Linked DNA regions of Rattus norvegicus: region 2 is linked to region 1. The links are chromatin contacts, called in public Hi-C maps. All regions are on one chromosome and are shown on one strand. The core of a region is the stretch at or near the end of the contact, and the rest is flanking DNA. Distances in the headings are between cores, read along the strand shown. Region 1 holds the start of Sirpa (signal-regulatory protein alpha). Region 2 overlaps Sirpa (signal-regulatory protein alpha).

Region 1 (7,341 bases), core at 2,482-4,981:
TTACCTTCCTTTCTTTCTTTTAAAGAAAACTTGGTCCAAGGCATCACCAGTTTTGAGCTGGGGAGTGACATGGTGACATAGTCAGAGCTGAGTCCACAGCCAGGAACCTGAACATAGTTAAGGAAGGTCCTCTTCCCTCAGCCCATGATGACAAATAAGAAATAACCTGTCACACACTGTCACACGCAGGCTCTGCAAGTGGCGAGGTGGTGTGTGTGGGATCCACTCAGCACTTTTAGACTCCCTTCCTTTCGCCCACTGTTCTCCATCTGTTGCAAAGGGCAAGATTCGGGGAGGAACGTTCCAGTGTTAGGGAATCCAGAGCTCCCCAGCCCAGATGGGGCCTCTTGTTCAAACCACATCACTCCCCAAGAAGCCAAGAGGCTACCAGTTCCACACTCAGTGGACTTCAGGGAGACCTGACCAAAAGCTTTTGCTGACAAGAACCTTCCTGTAACTCTTCAGCCTCAGGTGGCTCTTCTCACCCCAACCAATGTGGGCTGCAGACTCCTAAGTCACTCATTCCTCTCACCAGACGCTGGATCCCGAATTCTGGCTCCTTTACTGCTTACTCCTGGGACAAGCTTTGGACTCAGTTTTCCTCATCTGAACCTCACAAGTAGGAGCTGAACGGCACACGGTTGGTAAGTGAGACTGTGTGGACAAAGCCCTGGGCCTGGAATGCAGCTAGCTACTCAGTATACACGGGTTCGTCTCCCTTTCTCAACACACAGTCAAGACTTCTAAAAATCAGCTCGAGTGTGGGGGGGCAGGAATAATTAATGGGCACCAAGCACCCAGAGAACACTGAGCTTTCAGTGAGCCTTCCAAAAGCCTCTGGACTTTAGACATAGCAGATAACCCCATCCCACCCCCTTTCCTACGAAAGAGGAAGTGAGATCAGCTATACTGCTTAGGAAAACACAGAGGCGTAACCAGCATGCTGCTGTCTACCCAAGGGCCACAAGGCTTGCTGGAGGGGCTCACTGTTCATCTACGCTGGAACCTCAACTCCCCTCAGATACACCCTACTAGAGCAAAGAAGTCCATCCTAGGGCTCAGGCCCAGCCAGGGCTGGGAAAGCATCCTGTGGCTGAGTGTGAGGCCTGCCGCCATCTCGGTCGTTCGTCCGTTGGTTCAGAATAGCAGGGTCAGCCCCTACACAGGCTGCAAGAACCCACGGTGGTGACTTCACCAGAATCTTTTTAGAATTTTCCTTTGGCATCATTTGTCGAGTGCAATCTTTAGAAACTTCCTCTCCTGCCTCCCGGAGGCAATAATTCACATGACCAGTTCCCTTCACCCAAGCAGTGATCTTGTGAAGCCCAGCAATCACATGACACCTCCCAGGATGACAGTTCTGCCAGAGACAGCACTCATTCAATCCAAAGCTGTCTTTTCTAAGCTGATATTTGGGTTTCTTGCTCAAACAAATCCATTTTCCTAGAAAACTGGACATCTGCCTTCTATCTGTCTGTCTTTCTGTCCTACCTACAACTGCCTTCTACCTCTCTGTCCTTCTGTCCTACCTGCAACTGCCTTCTACCTGTCTCTCCTTCTGTCCTACCTACAGCTGCCTTCCACCTGTCTGTCCTTCTCTCCTCCTCTTCTGCTTTGCTGTAAATTCCCTAGCCTGGACAAGGGAGGATGAGTCCAGTAGGAGCTAAAGTACTTCCTGTGGCAAAGATGTGAATTTGATGCTGAGCCCCAGGGGACTATGTGTGGGTTGCTGGGAGGCTGGTGCTCCGAGGCCATGCACCATCTCTTCCTCACAGAGAATCTCATTCTCACCTCCCAAGACTGACTTACTATGAAGTTAATCTATGCCCTTCCACTGCTCCTACTTTTTCAGGTTATTGATGCTGAATGGATTGGAACAGAAGGTCCAATCTTTATCATTTATAGACTGTTTTGATAGGTGAGGGTAGGGAAGGGGGTAGATATGGCTCTTAAGAAAGGTGTTATCATTCCCCCGCTCCCCCCAACCCCAACCCCCCACCGCAACCCCATGCCCAGGAAGGGCAGACTGCTAGTTTGAACACTTGTTAACTATTCATTTGCCATAGGGCCCTAGTCAGAAAAAGATGCAGAACAAACATTTAGATATTAACCTGGACGCAGCTTTCTGCACTTCGGAGAGATGCCCGTAGATTCCTAAGCCCTGGAACATGACAGGGTTGGGCTAGAACTTTGGTAAGGCAGGAGGAAGCAGACCAGATCTCAGGAGAGAGGTGAAATCCATCGTTTGGCCCTGAAAGGACCCAAGGGTAACTGAAAACTGTGAATGGGGTGGGAGCACTTGGTGGGGAGCACCTGGTGGGTGCCTGGGTTTTTGGGGGTACTGTGACCCAGAGAGAGCTCCTGGACACCCCACTTTTTCCCACCCTGCTGTTCTCTCTTCCCTAAAGCTGACTCTCTTCCCTAAAGCTGACTCTCTTCCTCCTTCTACATTGCCATCAGGTGCCAAGCTCCAGGCAAATGTGGGTGAGGAGGGGATGCTGAGACCGTATTTACCTCCCGGAAAAAGGAAGGGTGTACAGAGACCCTTATGTCCATAGCACCAATCCAAGAAGACACTAAATAAGGCTCCCTCTCTCCTCCCCTGTACAGCTTTAGCCTCCATATCCTTCCAGACCAGACCCAGGATTTTTGCAAAACCCCTTTAAGATGCAGGACTCCTGAATGGTGACCTCACTCCTTGGCCAACCGGCCTTCAGAGCCCTCCTGCTGGAGACAGCCAGGTGTTTGATGTAGGCCAACAAAGAAGACAAGCTCAGAGCCACAGGTACATGCTGGAACTGCAGGGAGCTACTGGAAGCTTGCCTAAGGAAGGCAGGGGGGTAGCGGGGAGGAGACCATCCAGGGAGGGCTGTGCCCACCACAGGTAAATCCAACGTGTCTCCCAAGGGTCTGTGGCTTATTCAGGCCTCCCTTCCTGTCTCCACCTCCACTAACCCTAACCCTGCTTTCTCTGGTACTAGAGCGAAAGCTCACTCTTCCCCATCCCAACAGCCCAGCAGTGCGAGAGCGAGGACCTCTGCCCCGACCTCTCTCCAATCAAGTCTAGCAAGGCAGCGTATGGGGAAGCCAGGCGCCCTACTGCCTAAAGCAACTGCCAGCTTGCTTCCCCATTCAGGTTGGGCAAGGGGTATGGTAAACCAACTCATTCCTATACCCCGCAGCCCAGCGCAGGGCTACCCAGTCACAGTCCACAAGGCAGATCCGGATAAGAAGAGTTCTATCCCGGCTTCTAGCCTAGGCTATGTGACCTTGGGCAAGTGGCTGACCCTCTCTGGGCCTCAATTCTGCATCTGTAACCCCCGTTACAGGGATCTGTCGACATTAGCTGAGCGGCAGTGTGCGGAGCCTGAGCCCGCAGCTTGGGGAGGGTGGCAGTGGGAGCTGAGGGTGCTTACCTGCACAGAAACAGGACGCGGAGAGCAGCAGGCAGAACAGCAGCGGCCCTAGGCGGCCAGGGGCCGGGCCGGCGGGCTCCATGGGCCGCGGCTGCAGAGCAAGGAGGGAGATCGGCGGTGAGCGCGCTCGGCAGGCGGGCGGGCGGCGCGGGCGAACGACTAAGGCCCCTCCCCCTCCGCTGCCCCCCAGCGCCACCGCCCGGCGGGGTGATCTGACCCCCTCCCACAATGAGACGCCGCCGAGCGGGGAGACTCCGGGAGCGTGACGCCGGGCCAGGCCGGCGGGAAAGGGGAGCGGACCCGAGGGAGCCAGGCGCAGAGCCAGAGGCACGGGGGCGGGGGAGCGGATAGCGAGGGAGAAGGAAAGAGGGGGAGAGGAAGAGGGAGAGGGAGCGGGGACAGAGCACGGAGAGCGAGCGCGAGCGGGGACAGCTCGCAGAGCGAGTGCGGGCTGCGCGGAGCCGTCGCGAGGCCAGCGCGAGGGCGGCCCGGCCGAGCGCCCCCGCCTCGCGCCCGCACCTTCCCGCCCGCGCCCTAGTGCGCCCCGCGAGCTGCGCCGCCCGCCTCGGCTCTGCGCGAGCCCGCTCTGCCCGTGCGGGTCCCCGCCAGCCGCTCGGACCTGCGCCGCCGCGCGCAGGGCTGCCAGGCGGTGGAAGCACCGCTCCCTCTGCCCAGAGGCTGGCCGCGCACCACTTTGCGCAAACTTGTTTTTCTGAGGTCGGAGCGGCAGGCTGGCTACTTGGTCCTCTTAAGGTGGACTGGGAAAGTGGCGGCCGATCGCCCCTGTTCTCCGCCTCTCACCGGGTCAGTTCTAGTCTCCAGTGGGCAAGAGGCTGCCGGCGGCAGGCGCGCTGGCAAGGGTGGAGAGTGGAGGGGGCGGGGAGGTTTGCCTTCTGCCCCTCCCCAAGAGGCCCTGACCGTGTGTCCCAAAGCCGAAGGTCGGCCTCCGCGTGGGCATGGGTTCTAGGGGCCCAAATCTTTCCTAGCTGGCCCCGAGGTAAAGCAAAACCAGGAAGTAAATGCAGGGGGAAGGGGAGAGGAAGGAGAGAGTGATGGTACAAAAATAGCGTGTGTGTAGGAAGGACTTCAGTGCCTCTTGGTAAAGGCGCGCTGGGGGAGAAGAGCAGCAAGAATGCTGTGGCAGGGAAAGGAGTAGGGCTGGACCCTAGGGAGGAGTCTGACCTGAGGCCTTCTATCAGGGAGAGTAGATTGAGAGTGGAGAGGGCCCAGGCAGCACTGGGCTGGGAGAGGCCTGGGCTGCAAATAGTGACCCCAGTGAGGAAGATGAGAGATGTTAGAGCCACTCCCAAAGGACAGAGCCTCTAGGATGCAAAGTGTACTTTAGCTCTGGATTTCCTTGAGCTGGGTCAGGTGCTTGGTCAGTTGGCAGAAGGCTGGGCACCAAGGCAGGGAAGAGGAATCAAGACCCTCTATTAACTGGATAGTTTCTGAGCTGGAAGTTCAGAGATAGTCAATTTTGTTTCCCAGGATGGTGATTGGGGGACGTAAGGAAACAAGACAGGCCCTACTGGCCCAGCCTCTTAATAAAGAGGATGTTTAGGCTCAGAGGAGAAGGAGGAAGATTGCCTAATGGTGTAGAAAGCCCCTTATGCAATGGCACCCCCAACCTGCCCCCCACACCCCACCGCCATTCCCTGCACCTATGGTCAAAAGCCTGGGGTCTTTTAAGATTCTTTTTTTTTCTTTGCTCCTTTTGTTGTTTTTTGTTTGTTTGTTTTGTTTTGTTTTGTTTTTCTTACCAGAGAGGAGGGCAGGACGCAGCTGACGAACACAGGAACCATCTCCCAAGCTTTAGATCTTCACTCCTGGTCTGAGAAGCTGCAGACTTGGGGAAAAGGCCTTGTTTCTGTGTCTCTGCTTCCTTTAAAGCAGACCAGGCCAACATGAGCAGCGACCCAGAACTGCCACTGGGAGAGTTACACAGGCTGATATTTGCACTGCATTTTAAGAAGAGCCTACCATGTACCAAGGGCAAGGATAGTGTTTGAGAAGTGTTTGGCAACAGTCCTTGAGGGACCACAGGGCAACCCTAGGAGGAAGATTAGATGTATTTCTTTGGGCCTAGGGGATTACAAGGACCCACTGGTGCTCTGGGAGAAGATGCAGAGAAAGACAAGCAGAAAGAAGGAACAGAGAAGGTCTTGTAGGGAGTGTATGTTACAAGTGTGCATGTGTGTCAGCTTGTTTAGATAAGGGCAACAGTGTGGGGCCAGCAAATCTGGAGGGTGGTCCAGAAGCCCAAGAGAATTGGTTCTGCAAATAGGAACCACTGTGGGCAAGATTCAAGTAGGGCCTACCATGCTTGATTTATACACTCAAGGGGCCACTGTACTTGGAGTAAGAGGTGGCTGGAGGGAGGAGAGTGCGGAGACGTGGAACTAGGCAAGAAAGAGAACTTAGTTCTAGCATCTGAGCTGGGCTGCAGGGAGGGTCTCCAGCTCTTTAAATCAGGTCTGACAGGACCATGGCGTCCATTAAAGCCTTGTGAAAACCATCCTCCAGAATCCACCTGGGATTGGAAGAGGAAGGGCCTACTGCTGGGGTCAGAATTGAGGCAGCCTCCTGCGCTGTGCTGCTCCTGGTTCTGGGGCACGCATGCACAGACACCGGCCTGCCTGGGATTAGGAACTGGGAGATTAGGAAGAATAATAGCTGTACTACCTGCTATTTATATACAGCATCTTTGGCAAAGGCGCTCAGCAGAGCTTCCAAATTACCCCCCTTCACTCTCACATCTGAGTGTGGGGGAGTTGACGTGTGTCCACATAAAAGTCCCTTATGCTCGCCCATCAGTTGCTGTGAGTCCACCGAGATTCGTGGGCAAATGTGTAAACTAAATGGGCAAGGTACAGCCTGCCTGGGGTCGAACGCAGATTATGACAGATAATTGCTATGAACCAGCCATCACAACAGCCAGTCTGGGTGCTTTAATCCAGATGTGATCCGTTCATGCTTCGTGCACTTACCAGCATGCACGGAGTGTCTACTGTGTGTGTGGCAGTGCACTGGGCAATAGAGATGCGGCCCCTGGGAAGAACAAACTAAGTACAAGACCCTGTGCTCAAGGAGCTGACAGATTAGCCTGTAATGCTTCACATGTCAGGTGGGTGTCAGTGCTCCAGGGAGAGGTAGAGATGGGCCAAGGGTATCCATGGGGGTCGGGGTGGGGGCAGTGCAGTTCCAAAAGGCAAGATGAAAGATATTCATACGCTTTTACCTAGCACCCATTTCTTTCCTCTCTCCTGTCCATCCTCACTCAGGAGCCAAGAAATCCTTTTATATGAGGCTGTACAGTAAAGATCTAATTTCATCCCTTTCCTGGTGTGTGTGTGTGTGTGTGTGTGTGTGTGTGTGTGTGTGTGTGTGTGTGTGGCACACGCCAGAGAGAAGACTTGAATGAACAGGAGGAGGGGAAGAATTGGAGACTTCAAAGCTAAGACACAAGAGATTTGACTAATGGCCAGAACATGAATGCAATCTCAGGAGGTTTTGATGCCTGTAAGAGTGACAAATGCATTTTTGATGTGTGCCAAGCCCTAAGATCCACGTTCTCTCCTTGAGGCCCCAAACACCGTTCCGTGTCTCTAGATGCAAGAAACAAGGCCAGACAGACATTGACTCGACCAGGGCCATTCTGCCAGGCATGCTGGGGCCTGCAGAGACACGGTACAACTGATACAGCCTGGCTCACGCTTGCTGCTGATTCCCATAGCCCTGGGCTGGCATCAGCAGGCCAGCCTGCCTGGCTGCCTTTGTGTGGGACCTGTCAGGAGGCTCAAGCTGCCAAGGACCTATTTTTACAGGGCAAGAGGAGCCATTTAGAGTTAGAGGCCTCAGCTCTGAAGCCAGAACAATTAAAAATAAAAGTGCCACAGACCCTGGAGGCAGCTTGAACCACCATGGG
Region 2 (7,341 bases), core at 2,872-5,371, 39 kb before region 1:
TTGAAATGTGTGTAATTATGGTCCTTGTGTCATTGACTTTTGAGGTGGTTTATATTCTCGGTGATTATTTTTGCTTTAATAATCATGGCTTCATAGTTCTTCCTGGGGTCTCTCTGCTGTGTTCATTCCTCTCTTCTCACTGAATGAATATTTCCTGTATTTTCCATAGCTCTGGTTTGTTGACTGTAATTTGTATTTACATTGTAAAAAGCTTGTCTCTCTCCTTCAACTTTTGCAGATAGTTTTTCTGGACATATCAATCCATGTTGGTCATGACAGGTATTAGAACTTGGAATTTGTTGCTCTTGGCTTTCAAAGTTTCCATTGAGAAATCAGTTCTTCTGATGGACTTTCCCATCAGACTTTTATGTGACTTGTGTTTTCTCTTAAGCTTTCAATTATATCATATTCCTCTTTTGCTTCCTAGATCCTTTACTATCTTTGAGTCCTGATAGTCTATATTATATTTGAGTATTTCTAAGACTTCGAGTTTTCCAATTAAATCATTGGGTTTCTTAGTTCCACCTTCCCTTCAGCTCAGGGCCTCTTCAAGATTACTGTCAAGATTAGTTGTCATTATCATTCCATCTGTTATCTTTGGGGGGTTGTAATTTTTCCATCACTCAGTCATTTATATTTACTAAGTTCTTCCTCTTTAAACTCTTTTTTATTTATTGAAAACCTTTCATACAATGTACTCTAATCCTTGATTTTTTTTCAAATCAATGCTAGTGCAATAGTGGGTACAAATATCATAGGAGTAGCCATCCACGCTCTGAGTAGACTCAAGACCCATACCATGTGATGAAATCCATGACTTACACCATTGGTACCCAAGAATTTAAGAATGGATAGGTCATAGGCCTACAGAAAACACATACCATTGCTGTTCTAAAACCTAGCAATAAAACCTTGCTTCTAAGGCTACGGTGCTCTACCCATAGATCAGTGCCCTGTTCAGCCAACATCAGAGAAGCCTCCTCTTCTGGTAGATGGAAACTAACACAGAGACCTACACCTGAGCAGTCTGCAGAATGAGAGATTTAGCCACATTCATTTCTTTCTACTTAATTTCACTGTGTGTGTGTGTGTGTGTGTGTGTGTGTGTGTGTGTGTGTGTGTTCTTTAAACTCCTTCAATTTTTGGTGAAGTTTATGATTTTTCTTTTAAATTTTGTCTCCTGGGGTTCATGTAGAAAATCCTCATTGGTAGACATCTCCATAGCACTACAGAGAAAATTTTGACTTACATTATTATTATTATTATTATTATTATTATTATTATTATTATCATTATTATTGGTATTTTGGTATTTTTGCAATAAAGTCTGGGCATGTGGACTTTTTTATCCTTAATTCTTAGTCTGTTGTGTACAGAACAGGTTGGGGCTGAAGAGAGGATGTTGGGTGGGTGGAGACATTGGGTCTAGAAGTTGGAAATGACTTGGATGGAATGAAGTCCTCCATGGCTTGCATGGAGGGGACTGGGCTACTGTACGGTATGTGCTCCTGGTACAAGCCTGAACTTTGGGGGCGCATTCGGCTAGGTGGGAAGGTTAGATATTGTATGGGAGGGTCCTTAGGTTTAGGGAATAGGTAGGGCAGGTCTTGGCTGAAGCATAGAGGTCATTTGTAGTGCAGGCAAGGTGGTCCTCAGACTAGATTTGTGTGGTTGTGGCAAATACATGAATGGGGAGGTCAGGGAGACTCAGCAGCTAGATCCTGGAGAAGGAAGTGGTCTGTCTGAGTGGATAGGATGGTTGTAAGAGATCTGTGGGTTGTTATAGGTAGGAAGGTCCTGGTGGAAATCTATGTTGACTGCATTGCAGGAGGGCATGGTTAGATTAGGCTGGGCCACTAGGTATGAGGCCAAAATCTGGCAGGTTTTAGAGAAGACAAGAAGAGGGAAGTCATGAGATTTTTTGGGCTGGGCCATGAAGGTGGATGTGTAAAGTTTTATTACTGAGTCTTAAGAGTTCTTTATACATTTTTATATACTAACCTTTTAGCAGATACACAACTTGTAACTATTTTCTTGCAATAAATAGGTTGACTTCTGTTAATAGTGTCCTTTGGTGAACATAAATGTTTAATTTTTTTGACATAGGATCTTCCTATCCAATCCTGGATGTCTTTTAACTCACCATGTAGACCACGATGGCCTCAAACTCACAGATCTGTTTGCCTCTGCCTTCCAATGTTGGGATTAAAGGTTTGTGCTATGATGTCTAGCAAGTTATTGATTTTGATGAAGCCCAAATTATGGCTTTATTCTTTTTGTTGTCTGGAGTTTTGTATTATATCAAAAATGTCACTGTTACATTCAGAGTCATTAAGTCTCCCTTCTGTGTTTTCTTACATGAACTTTATAGTGTCAGCACTTACATCTAAATTTTTGGACCATTTGGATTTTAGTCTATGGTTTTAGCAAAGTGAAAAAATCTTATTAATTTCTTTCTTTAAAACCTCTTATTTATTTATTTATTTATTGTGTATGAGTATCTATGCACTTGAGTGCACAGTGTCTATGTGCACTAAGTTCATGCTTAGTTCTCATGGAGGTAGGAGGAGGGTAATAAATCCCCTAGAACTGGGGCTACTGATGGCTTGGTCTATGCAAGACCAAGTGCCCTTAATGGTTAGGTTGTCTCCTCAGTCACAACAATATGTCTTTTATTTAGTATCATGTTTAACCTATCAACTCAAATATTTATCTTTATGCCCTTTAAAGTGTTTCCTGGGTTTATTTGAATATGGCTGTATTCTTTCATCCTGTTTTCTATGGATAGCCCCAGCTTCCCAAGAAGAGGCATCCAGGGCTTAGATAAATGTCACTGGCTCCTTGCCAGTTGGGAAAATGGACCCAGGACCATGACAAATGACTGAGAAACTCAATGGAAAAAGTCAGGGGGTCTAGTGCTTGAATCTAATTCCTAACCTGGCAGTTAGGGATCTTAGTGTTCCTAAGATGCCAGGCAGGCTTCAAACTATGTCCTTTCTCTTCTTGCTTGGTTTTTCCTCACATACATATATACATACATATATACATACATAGTATATAATACATTCATACGTGCCTCCTCTTACCCAACCATTCTTTCATCTGACAATCTATCTAGCCATCATTAATTCATCCATCTGCTCATTCTCCATTTTCCCATTCTTTCCTCCATTCTCCCACCTCTCAAACCAGTATTTGCTGGATGCTGTCTAGGGTCTGGTCATGGGAACTGTGTTAAGGAACATAATCCAACACTCTACTTACTATCAGGCAGCACCCAGGGCACTGTAGAAGAGGGATGTTAATCAACCAACTCCTGGTCCATGTATAATTACACACTGTGATACAGGCTCCAAAGAATGGCGAGACAGCTATAGCATGTATAACAAATGAACTAGGCCCAGTCCCCAGATGGGAGGGCGAGGAGAAAGCAAGTGTTTTGGGCAGAGCTTCGAAGTACAAAGACCGGGACCCATTTTTGAATCTGTCAGGAGGCTGATGGGGTACAGGGGTGATGGACAGTACTGTGGAAGGGGGTGCAGTTCTGTAGGGCTCAGTACCTGCAGGGAAGGCCGACCTCTGCCTGGATCTGACTCCCCTGTACAACCTGACTCATCCTTATCAATATTTAGATCTCATCTTGGGGATTTCCTGTCTGGGGAGCTGCTTTACTCATGCGGGCTTAGCAAAGCCTGTGAATTTCCATCTGATAAGGAAAAAAGTATCCCAAACTTAGAAGGAAGGCGAAAGGAGGGAGTGTTTCTTCTCATTGCCACAGTAGAGCACTGTTTAAAAGCATTACTAAAGGATTAGTTAGTCCTGACAAGAAAGACATCTGAGTTTGTTTATGCTGTTTGATTAGGGACCAGGTTTTATAAAGCTATGATATATGTCCAATTAGTAAATTTGTTCTCTCTAGGTCTGGTTTAGCACCTTGGGGAATGTTAACAATCTGTATCTCAAACTTCGACTTTTTTTGCCCTCACATTCCTTTCTTAAAAGCCCGAGGGCACCCATTTCCTCTTGGCAGCAGGGCTGCCCTCCTGCAGGGGACCCTTGTTCCCTGACTGATGTTCTCATTCTGTAAGCAGGCCATGGGCAGGCTCAGCAGTGCTCTGTTAGGACTGGCAGCTGCTCTCACTTCCTCCCACTCCATGAGCTCATATGGGTGTGGCCCATCTTTCGTCAACCCTGCATTCTCAAGAGTTTTGCAAACGGCCTGCTTCCAAGCAGGGGCTTGAGAAATAGTTATTAACTCAACCATTAGGAGTTGGTCACTTTGCCTCTCTGAGCCTCGTTTCCTTTTCTGTGAAATGGACACCAGAGCACCCATCTGCCAAGATTCCGTGAAGAACTGAAGAACGCGAGAGATCACAGGACTCTCAGGCACACTGCATCGATGAGATGACTTACATGCTGAAGGCTTGGTCACCAGCTGGCCGATGGAATCACTGGAGGGTGATGGAGCACGAGGGCTATGGCCTAATCAACAGGCTCTTCCACTGAGATTCTTAACTTGATGGCATTAGTGGGAGGTGAGGGGGGGCCTGAGTGGAGGAAGCACGTAACTAGAGGCTGTATTTGAAGGGTGTGCCCTGACTTTCAACCCTTCTTCCTGCTAAGGATCCTCTGATGACATACTCCTCATCCACTGCCATAATGTTCTGTCTTGCCACAGGCCCACAGGAATGGGGCCGGCTAACCACAGATAGAAATCTCTAAATCCTAGAGCCCTAAGTTACTGTTCTTTCAGGTGTTTGGTCACAGTGACAGGGAGCTAACACACAAGGTGCACAAAAGCCTCCCTCAGTCTAGGGGCTGGACACTAAAGGTGGCGTATAAATTCCTGGGGTTGGGGGCTCCGGGTCTGGTTAGAACACCAAGCCACAGGACTCCTCTATGATCTCAGCATTAGTTCTTGTCCTTCCATGATGAACTGTGATGTGTGTTAGCAAAATAAACCCTTTCCTCCCCAACTCACTTTTGGTCACCATGCTTCACTGCAGCCATGGAAACCTAAGATGGGGTCATCAGCCCCATTGGGCAGGTGGAGTGGGACAGCTCAACTGAACTTAATCCAGACCTGCTAGGTAGCATGGGGGATTCCTTTCTTTCTCCCAGGGAACCTCGGGAGGGGGCACAATTAAACCCTACTGTACAGCCAAGGTCCCACAGGTAGCCAGTGCTGGGTGAATTGTCTAGATCCCCACGACACTGAGGCAGTGGAGAGAGTCTGTGTCTGAATTTTCAGCACGACCGATGCAGCCATGACTCCCTCTGAGCCAAGGGAACAGAACCTCCGCCTCTGTAAAAACTAGAGAGGACCAAGTGATACAGAACTTTCTGAAGCCCTGGCACACTCCCTCCTCACCCCCAGCCCCAGAGGACAGGCAACTGGCAGACTCCAAGGACAAAGCTTCAGAGACAAAATGAAACACCCCAAGGCATCATTGTTACCCAGAAATCTTTATTACAAAAATATTTTGCAAGCCAAAAATTTTAAGTTGCAACTATGTACAAAATGGGGCCTTTCTCCTTCTCATCTGGTCTACAGATAAAACTGAAATCCCACTCCTCACAGGGCGCTTTCGTACCAGGGTTCCATACATAGGCTTGGGGATCCCCCCAGGCTGCCTGACTAAAGCTAGAGCTACGTATCTTCCCTGCCTCTTTCCTTTCTCCCTCCAAAAAAACTTAAGACAAAATTAGGATGTCAGCGAGGACATCCTTTTAACTCACCTATACACCCGTGTGTGTGTGTGTGTGTGTGTGTGTGTGTGTGTGTGTGCGCGCGCGCATGTGTGTGTGTACACACGTGATGTCTCTTGGCAGAGGGGAAGAGGATGGATCTTTACCTACCAACCCTTTGGAATTAGAAGACAGCCCAAGACCATGGCTGGGCCAAAGACAAGTTACGGTTTGCTAGGCCAGTGAGGTCAACTCTGACTATTGGGTCAGCTAACTCCTGGATGCCTTTATGGGAAGTATCAGGTCACCAGCCCTATAGAGATGAGTCCTGGCTGTTTTCCTGACATCCCTGTCACACCTACAGAAACAGGCAGGTTGAATCAGCTTCTTACTTGAAGAGCCGGAACCAGGAATCCCCCGGCATGGGGGGACATTAGCGCCTCAACTTACTGAGCTGCATGTTAAGACCAGATAGCTAGGGTTGCAACATCTGCTTGCCATTGGGCCCAGCCAGGCCCCGACATCCAGTTTGAAGGGTGGGGGTCAGAGCCTCTGCCCAGACTCTGGGACAGTGGGGTGGTTTGCCCTGGCTCACAGCTGTGTTGTCACAGGTATGATCAGGTTCTGTTCCAGTATGATCCTGCTGAGGTCTGATGGTAATAACAGACTCCTTGCACTGATTACCTCAGAGCGCTGGAATACCGGGTGCTGGCCGAGCGTCCCTTCTCTCCGTATGCCTCTGCAGTGCTTGTGAGTTTGTCACTGACCTTCTCTCCTCAATGAGGAATGGCCAACGTCAGCACTGGATTAGACAAGGCTGCACTTACCACAGTAGCCATGGAGGCCAAGGGCCAGCTGTGGGGACAGAGCCTGGCTCATCCCAGTGACGCTGAGTGCTGAAAATGACAACAGAGGGATCCTTCTTGGTCCTCAGGGTGCTGGGAATTGGAAAAAAAATCTGTTTCTGCTATAAGAAAATCCTTCCGGGACAATAAACTGTTAGACCTCAGACTTCACAAGACCCAACCATTCAACACATGACAAAGAGCCAAGATGCTGCTGCTGTTGTTTTAAGGGGGAAAAGAAAAAAAGAAGAAAGAAAAAGGAAGAAAAAAAAAGAAAAGAAAAGAAACCCAACAACAACTAAACAGCACAAATCAAATTTTCTAACACCTTAGCTTCAAGACTGCACAGTTCACATTTCTCAATAATTTACAGGCGTCCACAGAGCAATGCTGTTGAGTTAGTGCTAGCTGGAGGAAGCGAGCTGGGACTGGAAGGGTGGGGCCACACTGAACATGCCCAGGGAGTCTCTGCTGGTCTAGGGGAAGAGGGTTCCTTCTCCTCAGGGCTCGTCAGCCTGGGAGGTGGGGAGGCTAGCACTGTTGGCTGAAAACTTGTTGACTCCTGGTGTAGTTCTTCCACACATGGGGCGGTCTGATCTAAAGGGAGTCTGGCCCCGAAGCTCAAGTTGGATGGAGATGGTGAACTCTTCTCCACACAGAAGACCAGGCGCTGGAGCATCAAGGAAGCAACCTGGGGGTTGCCAAGACCAGGATCCAGACCCAGTGTGATGGGCTGAGGCACAACGCTTCTTGGATTCTAGGCAGCTTTCTCCAGTTCCCCCTCTGGTTCTGCAACACCCAGCTCCAG

Evidence for each region. Hi-C and Micro-C count contacts between places; a contact is called where the count stands out from the background.
Region 2: a Hi-C map of mammary epithelial cells shows a contact between it and region 1, with 1.8 times the contacts expected there. The contact joins the enhancer-like site here to the promoter of Sirpa in region 1. A contact is called at or near these places in 2 of 12 Hi-C or Micro-C datasets (hepatocytes and mammary epithelial cells).

Annotation. Positions count from the first base shown.
Region 1 is chr3:137,269,944-137,277,284 of GRCr8, reverse strand. Sirpa (signal-regulatory protein alpha) reads right to left here and starts at 3,731. Exons shown (of 8, transcript NM_013016.3): 1 at 3,417-3,731. The coding sequence starts at 3,498.
Region 2 is chr3:137,309,386-137,316,726 of GRCr8, reverse strand. It overlaps Sirpa (signal-regulatory protein alpha), which reads right to left. Exons shown (of 8, transcript NM_013016.3): 8 at 5,448-7,341. Among named protein-coding and RNA genes, the nearest start is that of Sirpa, 40 kb to the right of the region's middle. Within about 2 kb of position 4,121, at least 31 of the 93 cell types and tissues checked have an H3K27ac peak or open chromatin away from gene starts, as enhancers often do.